Linked DNA regions of Mus musculus: region 2 is linked to region 1. Evidence: chromatin contacts called from public HiChIP or PLAC-seq data. All regions are on one chromosome and are shown on one strand. Each heading gives the region's core, a stretch centred on a gene start, on an enhancer-like site or on the middle of the called end of the contact. The rest is flanking DNA. Distances are from core to core; before and after follow the strand shown.

What was found. HiChIP or PLAC-seq counts read pairs in DNA pulled down with a chosen protein or histone mark.
Region 2: a contact with region 1 is called in an H3K27ac HiChIP or PLAC-seq map of regulatory T cell precursor, with 3 times the contacts expected there. The contact joins two enhancer-like sites. A contact is called at or near these places in 1 of 15 datasets of contacts at CTCF or cohesin (the NIH/3T3 cell line), 5 of 484 Hi-C or Micro-C datasets (CD4 T cells, CD8 T cells, LSK cells and 2 more) and 4 of 115 datasets of contacts at active chromatin or transcription factors (embryonic stem cells, pancreatic cancer cells, regulatory T cells and 1 more).

What each region holds. Positions count from the first base shown.
Region 1 is chr8:34,620,175-34,624,564 of GRCm38.p6, forward strand. The region is part of intron 1 of B930018H19Rik (RIKEN cDNA B930018H19 gene); the gene reads right to left. Among named protein-coding and RNA genes, the nearest start is that of Gm34096, 16 kb to the left of the region's middle. Within about 2 kb of position 2,232, at least 157 of the 459 cell types and tissues checked have an H3K27ac peak or open chromatin away from gene starts, as enhancers often do. A contact at or near this core is called in CD8 T cells, the N1E-115 cell line, pancreatic cancer cells and 2 more, where this site is marked.
Region 2 is chr8:34,780,203-34,784,592 of GRCm38.p6, forward strand. No RefSeq gene overlaps it. Among named protein-coding and RNA genes, the nearest start is that of Dusp4, 25 kb to the right of the region's middle. Within about 2 kb of position 1,914, at least 42 of the 459 cell types and tissues checked have an H3K27ac peak or open chromatin away from gene starts, as enhancers often do. A contact at or near this core is called in CD8 T cells, the N1E-115 cell line, pancreatic cancer cells and 2 more, where this site is marked.

The sequences.
Region 1 (4,390 bases), core at 982-3,481:
CAAAAAAAAAGCACAGAAAAACAAAGAAACCACTCTGCTTTGGCCAAGCAGAGGTATTACTATAACAAGAGCTATGGGTTCATATTCATACAGGTAGCTAATCAACGGGGTTGAAATCAACGGGAACAGAAAGCAGTAATACATGGCTGGTTTCATTACCAGAGCATTTGGAGACCCAAAGAACATCTTAATATTGACTACTGTGATCATTAACATTGGCCAAACACCCTCAAGAGGCAAGGCAATACACGGAAGAGAAGTTGATCAAACAGGTGTACTCCAAGCTCAATAAGACTGTGCAAGGGCAGACACAGCATTTGAACCTGGCATTATAGAATGACCAATGGGGCAGATAACGAGACTGTCACATGGGATTTGCCCTAAACCTGTTGATCCACCTTGAACAAGTCCTTTGGCCACGCATGGAGAACTTCAGCTTTGCCATCTGCAAGGTAACACTATCCTTTTGTCATTCATAAAATTCTGGGTCTGTTCCCATTCACTTGCTGTGAGAGTGGTAGAGGCCTCAAAAAGACAGAGCCTAAATATCCAGTGGAGCTAAGCTCATGTCTATGTGTGGCTGATGCTCACTATAAAGCCTACCCAGGCACCAACACAGTCAACGAACTTGGTCCCATGGGGGCTCCCAGAGACTGAACCACCAACCAACGAGCAAGCAAGGGCTGGACCTATGCCTCCCCTCATATATGTAGCAGATATACAGCTTGGTCTTCATGTGGGTCACTCATCAACTGGAGCAGGGACTGTCCTTGAATCTGTTGCCTGACTGTGGTTCCTGCTCTCCTAACTGGGTAGCCTCGATTGGCCTCAGTGGGAGATGATGTGCCTAGTCCTGCAGTGATTTGATGTGCCAGGGTGGGGCAATACCCAGGGAGGTCTCACCCTTCTCAGAAGCAGGAAGTGAGGAGAGGGACTATGTGTGTGTGTGGTGGTGGTGGTGGTGGTGGGGAACCAGGAGAAAGGGGACTGCTATTGTAAAGTTAATTAATTAATTTTAAAATGAGCCCTTCCATGCATGTTTTCTTGGGTTTTGTTTTGTTTTGTTTTGTTTTGTTTTGTTTTGTTTTGTTCTTGCATGGTTTTCTGGGCCCTAATGGTGGTTTTGTTATTCCCTTTCCTTTTTTGCAAGAGAAGACTGTATTGATTACATTTCCAAGCTCACCTCACAATGTCACCCCCTCTGTTTTATGTAATCCTTTCTTATCATCTTATAGCTGTTCTCCCCGCCCCTAGCCCCTCCCAAGAGGATCCATTCAACCTGAGAAACCTACAACATCTGGTTTGAATGTGCTTTTGTAAAAGGTGCACGGTTTTTTGCTTTGTGCCTATCTATTTTTAAATCTCTAGCCTGGATCTCAGGTTGTATATTTCTGCTTTCCTGGGGAAGCTGGCAAGGACTCCCCACTATCCCACCCTCCCTTCCACCTCTGAGGATAACTGAGGGCCAAGGGCGATCTGCTGGTCCTGTGCTCTGCACAGGATAAAAAAGCCGGAAGTGGCCACCCTCGCCGCCAACGGAAGCGAATCACAGCGGAAAGATGAAGCGCGGAACTCACTTCATCCGAATCCTGTTTTTTCCACATTGTGTGGCTGCAGGAAAATTACTCATTCAAAACAAACAAACAAAAACTAACAAACAAACAAACAAAACCTCCACTTCTTGGTCCCATAAAATAAGGGGGAGAATAAATCATTGAGGGTATTGAAAAGGTTCTATAAGAGAGGCTCAGAGCAATAAGTCTTGCTTAAATTCTAAGTAGATGGCAGCTGAGTTTAGCGAGACTTACCTAGCAAAGCATTCACAGAAGCAGAGCCCCCCGGGTCTTATGTGGGAGAGATAACTGGGAATGAAAACCACATGAGAAGCCTAGAGCTTTAAAGACATGGACAGTGGAAAGTCACACAGCTAAAGATCTGATCATTAAGCTTTAAAGTCCCCCGGGGTAAACGATCCAGAATAGAAACATACAAGGGTCAAAACTGCTCTCCTCTACAAAACTGGTCTTCCACGTCTTCTTCTCTCCTCTCTCCCTCTCCTTCCCTTCCTTCCCTTTGTTAAACTAGGCACTAGCTTTCCTCAATCCCAAATAAAAGTCTCCCGCACCTGTAAATATGCCAACAATCCGATGTCAGCGTCATCAGACTGCTGTACCCGGGCCAATCTTTATCCCAATGTTTGCTATTCAAGGAAACGTAGAGCTACAGAAAGTTAATTAGTGCCTAAGAGGTCTATAAAGGCCATCTGCCCCACAACTCTTTTACATTCGAGGACGCTGGGTACGTGAAGAAGCCTCTGCCACTGTCATTTATTTTGAGCAATGTGTTCTGCTAGGCATGCCACGATCACGCACGCAACTCCACAACTGACACTCTGATGTCTCCGAGTTCTGCATGAAGACAGAAGCAGCTCAACATTTCCATAGAGCGAAGAAATACTCTGCAATCCCCTCTAGAGCTACTGTCCTAGAGAGGAATACGGCTTAAACGCAGTCACGTGTTGCTGAACCCCAAAGCCTCTCCCATCTCCTCACCAGTAACCTTTAAAGGGCATACCCTGGGGAAACAATGATCCACAGCCAGTGCCCTTCAGCGACATGAACTCTGGGCTGTGTGTCTAAGCAGCCGGAGCCAGGTGAGTCACAAAAGTCACGCCCAAAGCCACAATGATCAGAGCAGGATTGTGAAAACCCCAACCCCGCCCCGCCCATAGCATTAGCTCAGGGACGCAAACTGTCCGCTTCCTCAAAGAGATGGCTTTCAACAAGACTAATGATTCATATGAGATCAGAAAATCTGGTGTGCTTCTATTTATACCCTCCAAACTGGTTCAACTGCCCGTGCAAAGTGTTCACACATGAGATAGCATCTGCTGACTTTCAGCAATTGGAAAATTACATTTTTCTTTTGTTTCTTAATATAATATTTGTACAGTTGTGTTTATTGTTTAGGTCAGTCTCTCTCTCTCTCTCTCTCTCTCTCTCTCTCTGTGTCTCTGTGTGTGTGAGAGGGAGAGACAGAGACAGAGACAGAGACAGAGACAGAGAATAAATAATTTGATTTTGTATTTTTCACATTAAGGTGACCAAAAATAATAAATATATTGAATCTTATGATTCCAGAAGATTTCTAAAATAGATACATTTGAAATTTTCATTGGTCTTACCACTCTGTCTGTACAAGATGTATACAGGAATTTCTGAAATTTTGTCATACTTTTCTGCCTAATTTCGGGTTGCATAAGTTTCTTTCTATCAAGTCAACTGCATTTATTAAGACATAATTAACCTATTTCCACATTTAATCATCTAAGATATATAAAGCTCTAATCACAGCTTTAGATCAGCTTGTAATCAATGTTATCAAACTGAATTAATTTGACTCTAATCAAAAGCAAAAAAATACCATGACATTCTAGTTAATGAAGGCAGTTTTATTTTCAGAAATGTGCAATGCCTGTGGAGCTTTTGGGGAAAAAATGAAAAAAAATTAAAAATCCTTCTAGGCACATTTAAAGACTCCCAGGGCCCAGATTCCCCAAGAGGCAAACCATATCGGTGTAGAGTCTCATAAGGGGCTGAATACAGAAGTTAGAAGGCAAGGACACCTTTTATTTGTATGCATTTCCCAAGAAAAATGCTGAAAGCTGGGGTATGAACACAGTGCTTGCCTTCTAACGTTTTCATTTCCCCATCAGAAATAAGGGAGAGAACATTTAAGATAAAGAAAAGTAGCCATCGACAGCTCCTTCACCCAGGGCTGAAAGCTAATTATGTAAGAGGAAAACAACCCGCTTATTCTTCCTTCAAAGGAAACCTTGTGGTATTAATAGTTCCTCATTTTCTTCCGAGCCTCAGATAAACTCAAGCCGTTTGAGGATTTAAAAAAAATTCCAAAATTTCATCCGGGACAGATTAGTGCTGTTTCATGTGACTTGAATTTAATAATCCTGGACTGAGGCAGGGGTGGGAGAAGAATTCACCACCGGAGGAAGAAATTATTTTCAATTATGGATCAGTGAACAAAGCCAGAAGTTTTGACTCAAACCCCAAAGAGAATCAATGTCCATTTTAATGGCAAACCAGCACAATCGGTATCAATTTGTGGTCAATTACACCCATGGTTTTTTTTCTTGTTTCTACTTTGAGACTAGGTGTTCAGTGTGACTTGCCTGAAGAAATAGCATATAATTTGATGGCTGGGCTCTAAGTAGATCTGAATGGAGCAGCAGCTCTCACCCTTCCTAATGCTGCCGCCCTTTTATACCGTTCCTCACGTTGTGGTGGCCCCCAACTGTACAATTGCTTTTGTTGCTACTTCAGAACTGTACATTTGATACCCTTAAGAATCCTAATGTAAATATCGGATATGC
Region 2 (4,390 bases), core at 664-3,163, 160 kb after region 1:
CTAACATCCACCTCTGCATTTGTAAGGCTCTGGCAGGGCTCTGAGTTTCTCTCTCTCTCTCTCTCTCTCTCTCTCTCTCTCTCTCTCTCTCTCTCTCTCTCTCTCTCTCTCTCAGTGGAGGGGTAGCCACTGAGGAAAACATTTTAAAAATATTCCATGTGCTAGGGAGATGCCTCCATAGGTACCATGCTTGTTGCAGAAACATACAGATCTGAATACAGACCCCTAGCACCCATGTTAAAAACCAGGGCGAGCATACACATATGTAACTCCAGCACTGAGTGTATGGGGAGGTGACAAACTGATCTCCAGAGCTCATTAGCCAGGCTGTGACATGGGTCCAGTTGAATTTGTTCACTCCAAGTTGTTTGAGGGATCTGACTCAAAAAGTTAGGTGGAAAACCTAACAGAACAGGACATCCAACATTGGTTCCTGCCTCCCCTCCACACAGAGCACACAGACACACTCACACTTACACACAGACACACTCATACTCACACTTATACACTTACTCATACACACACTCTCACCCACTCACAGTCACATACACTCACACACACACGCCCACTTTTAAAATGCTCTCCGTCTTTCCTTTTGTCAATTTTCCTTTTATTATTGTACTGCTAAATTCTGCAAGGGCCCCCCTCCCCCTTCTAGAAGGAGGCTGGGGTGTAACTCTACCTCCCTTTAGACTTCAGACTTCCTGGTTTCCAACAGTCTTTCATCCCATTGATCAGCTTTCCTTATCTCTGCCATTGTGTCTCCTTTGCACGCCCATCCTAAGAGAACAGTGCACAGGAACCAAGGTATAAAGGCTGTGCACCTTAAATAGTTCTGTTATATGTGTATGGGTGTGTGTGTGTGTGTGTGTGTGTGTGTGTGTGTGTGTGTGTATCCACATATTTTCTCCTTAAATCTTCACAACAGACCTTTATAGGGTAATATCACCATTTTACAGAAGAGAAATCAGAGCTGAAGCAATTTACCCTTGGCCACTGCTGCACAATTTTGGTAGTAATTTACTCTAACAATACTTCCTTAAAAGCAGCTTGGGACAACATCACTCTAATCTATCTGTTGGGGTTGGTTAGGAGAAGTTAATTAAGGGATGAGTCAGGAGCCACCCCCCTCTGGCAGCCAGGAGCACTTAGCATTTAGATGACAGCGTGCAAATCCACCCTGAAGAGTTTATTCATTAGCAGAGAGATGCTAGAAATATTTTTTTTTTGCTAGGGGAATGAATAGATGATTTATTTCCAAACTCGGTCATTGGTTAGAAATATGCAGACTCTAGTACCCGTCCACACATTAGATTTGTAAACTGTCCATGTCTAGTTGAACTGGTTCACTCCAACGACAGGCACCACAGGAGCCTCATGTCAGAGGCCATCACCATTGGTCAGTCCTCTGTCTTCCCATTTCCCAGTGGGCCTTACCAGAAGGAACATTCAAGGAAACGCTCTTTTCGAGGTCCCTATCATACAAAACAATCCGGCAAACATTGTACCGTGTGTGGCTGCTTTGTATACCTTGCAGGTAAGAAGGAACTATTGACAGAATCTAACAAGCCTTGGCTGTAGACTCACCAACCCTGGAAGTTGAGCTTTGGGGAAGGAACCTCAGCATACAGCTGTCAAGCGATCCCCCACCACGCCCCCCTTTCCCCCTGTGCCCCCCACCCCACACTGAGTGGAGAGACTAGATTAGGTGTATCAACAAAAGTCACACAGCTGCTGGATGTAAGGGCAGAATTTGGGGCCAGCTCTTCCCTACTCAGTCCACAGCCCAGCTGCCCCATGAGAGAAGAGATTAAGCAAAGAGAGGAAAAGACTCCAGGCCCCCTGTGGTGTCAGTCAACCACAAGAAACCTTAATCTTAACAGTCTTCCAGGAAGGGAGGCCTTAAGGAGCCTCCTCCTGCCTGAAGCTCTGTAAAGGTCAGGCTAAGTACATAACAGGAAAGAAACAGTGTCTGACTTGATGTGTGTACTTAGACATATGAAATTCGGCATAGGGCCATAAAATGAAGGGAGGGTAAACCACAAACTTAGCTTTCTCTGTGTGCGCTGCGGGAAAAGGCCAGCTGTCCTTCGTGTGGGTGTCCTCGGCCTGGGAACCCTTTCTTCCCTGTGCTGAGACTCTCAGTTGTACCTTTCTCAAGCCACCAGACAGCACCAACAAAGGCTCATGACCTGAGAGGACACAAATATCCCATCTCCACTATCCTCCTAGGGTCACAGGCCTTCCCCCCAGAGCATCATCAACAAGGACAAAATCCGTAAGATTCCAGGAGTTTTCCTTATCCATCGGACACGCTAACTACAAGAAGCATTTCTGAGTTGGACCCAAAAAAAGAAACAGAAAATGCCTCAATGGAGAAGAACTTTGAGTTGCAGTCTTTAAAAACATCTTTCTCCATGTTTGAGACACAGGAGCCTAGACCGAGGTCTACAGTGCTGAGAGCTGTGGTCTCCAGACAGCCATGCCTAGAACCAGCCAGCTTCAAAACAGTTAGTCACAGAGGCCATCGGGTCCAGCCTTCTCATTACAGAGATAGGGAAACAAGTTCCCTGAGGCCCAGTAAGCACCAGGCAAGTGGAGGGGTTTGGGATCTTAGTGTCCTTTTCCAGGCACCCACTTCTTACTGAAAATGGCACTGCCCAGGAGCTCCAGCCGAGCTGGGAAAACATATCTGGGTCCTAAGCTGGGCGACCTTTGGTCAGCAGCTCACTGAGGTTTGAATACCCGATAAGCTGCCCCATCTCTTACTTCTTAGAAGGACTTGGGTTTTTCAAACTTGACATTTAACAAAACATATTAGCTTTTACATCGAAACAAACATATTGAAACAAAGCCACGTCACGTTTCCTCCCTCCTCCCACCTCTCTGCCCTCCTTCCTTCCTTCCTTCCTTCCTTCCTTCCTTCCTTCCTTCCTTCCTTCCTTCCTTCCTTCCTTCCTTCCTCCTTCCTTCTGTTATTTCTCCCTCCCTCCCTTCCTTTCTTTCTTTCTCCTCCCCTTCCTTTCTTTCTTCCCTTCCTCCCTTCTTTTCTTCCTTCCTTCCTTCCTTCTTCCTTCCTCACTTCCTTCCTGCCCCCCACCCCATGCTGGAGACCAGCCCCCCAGCCTTGCATATGCTAAGTACTTCCTCAGCTTCTTGCAGAGTAAACTTCCTATCTGAAGCCCTGAGCAGCAGAATTACCGGAACACCCAGCTGGCATGACTGAAAATCGGTGCACCATCTGTCTTTGATTGATAAGCAAGCTTTCGAGGAGTTGGTCTGAAGCACACTGAAAGGCCACCAGTCTGAGGGGCTCTCCGGTGAATGTGCTGATTCTTACGGGAGGAGTGCTATGCCTCCTGGGTCAATCCGTTCAAAGGCCTACAAGAAAGAAGCCCTAGTCTATACGAGAGAGCAAGAGAGAACCTAGGTTATAGAGCAAGAGAGAACCTAGTTTATTCTTCACCTTAAACATTTAGCCTCTGCCTTGGTGTCTGAGACGCCTCTAGATCTGTCTTTCTAGGAACCAAGGCTGATGTAGATGCAAGAGTCTCCAAGGATTTCAGTTCTGGGCAGCTTGTTGCATCTTTTCATTCATTCATTCATTCATTCATTCACACACATTTTGATGCTTAACATGTTCAGGACCATTATTGATGGGCGTTATGAGCTGAATAAGTGTTTACATTCTCCCTACCCACAGCTTGCCTTGTTCTTAGCCATTGACTAGAGTAGATTCCTAGCTCCAGCCTTTAAACTAGGCTTGGGGAATGCAGGATCCTCTGCCTTCTGATCTTCATCCATTCAACAAACATGCTGATGACCTAGAAACATGGTGAAAGTATGCCTCAGACCCTTGGGGTCTAGTAGAGAATGTGTTCTATAGAGTACTATGCTGCCTAGTTTTGTTAACTTGACTCAGGGGAGAGTCGTCTGAAAGAAGGAGACCCCAATTGTCAAACTACCTCCCTAAGAGCCAGTTATGCGGTTGTAGGGAATTTTCTTGATTAGTGATTGATGAGGGAGGGCCCAGACATTGTGGGTGATGCCAATCATGGGTTAATGGTTGGTCCTGGGCTCTGTCAAAAAAAGCAGGCTGAGCAAGCCATGGGGAGCAAGCTAGTAAGCAGCACCCCTCCATGGGCTCTGCATCAGCTCCTGACTGGGACAACTACTTATCTGAGCTTGTCTGGGCTGGGAACTACCATGAAAAGAGCTCCAATAAGTATGGTACTTCTTGTGAACACATGATATCTTATATCTTGGTAAAGTATGTCAGCCAAAGGCCAGGTGCTGGGTGAATAGATAACTTGTGGTATGCTCACTTAATGGAATATGATTCAGAAGTAAAGAAGGATGAATTACCATGGTTAATAACAAAACGAGTCCA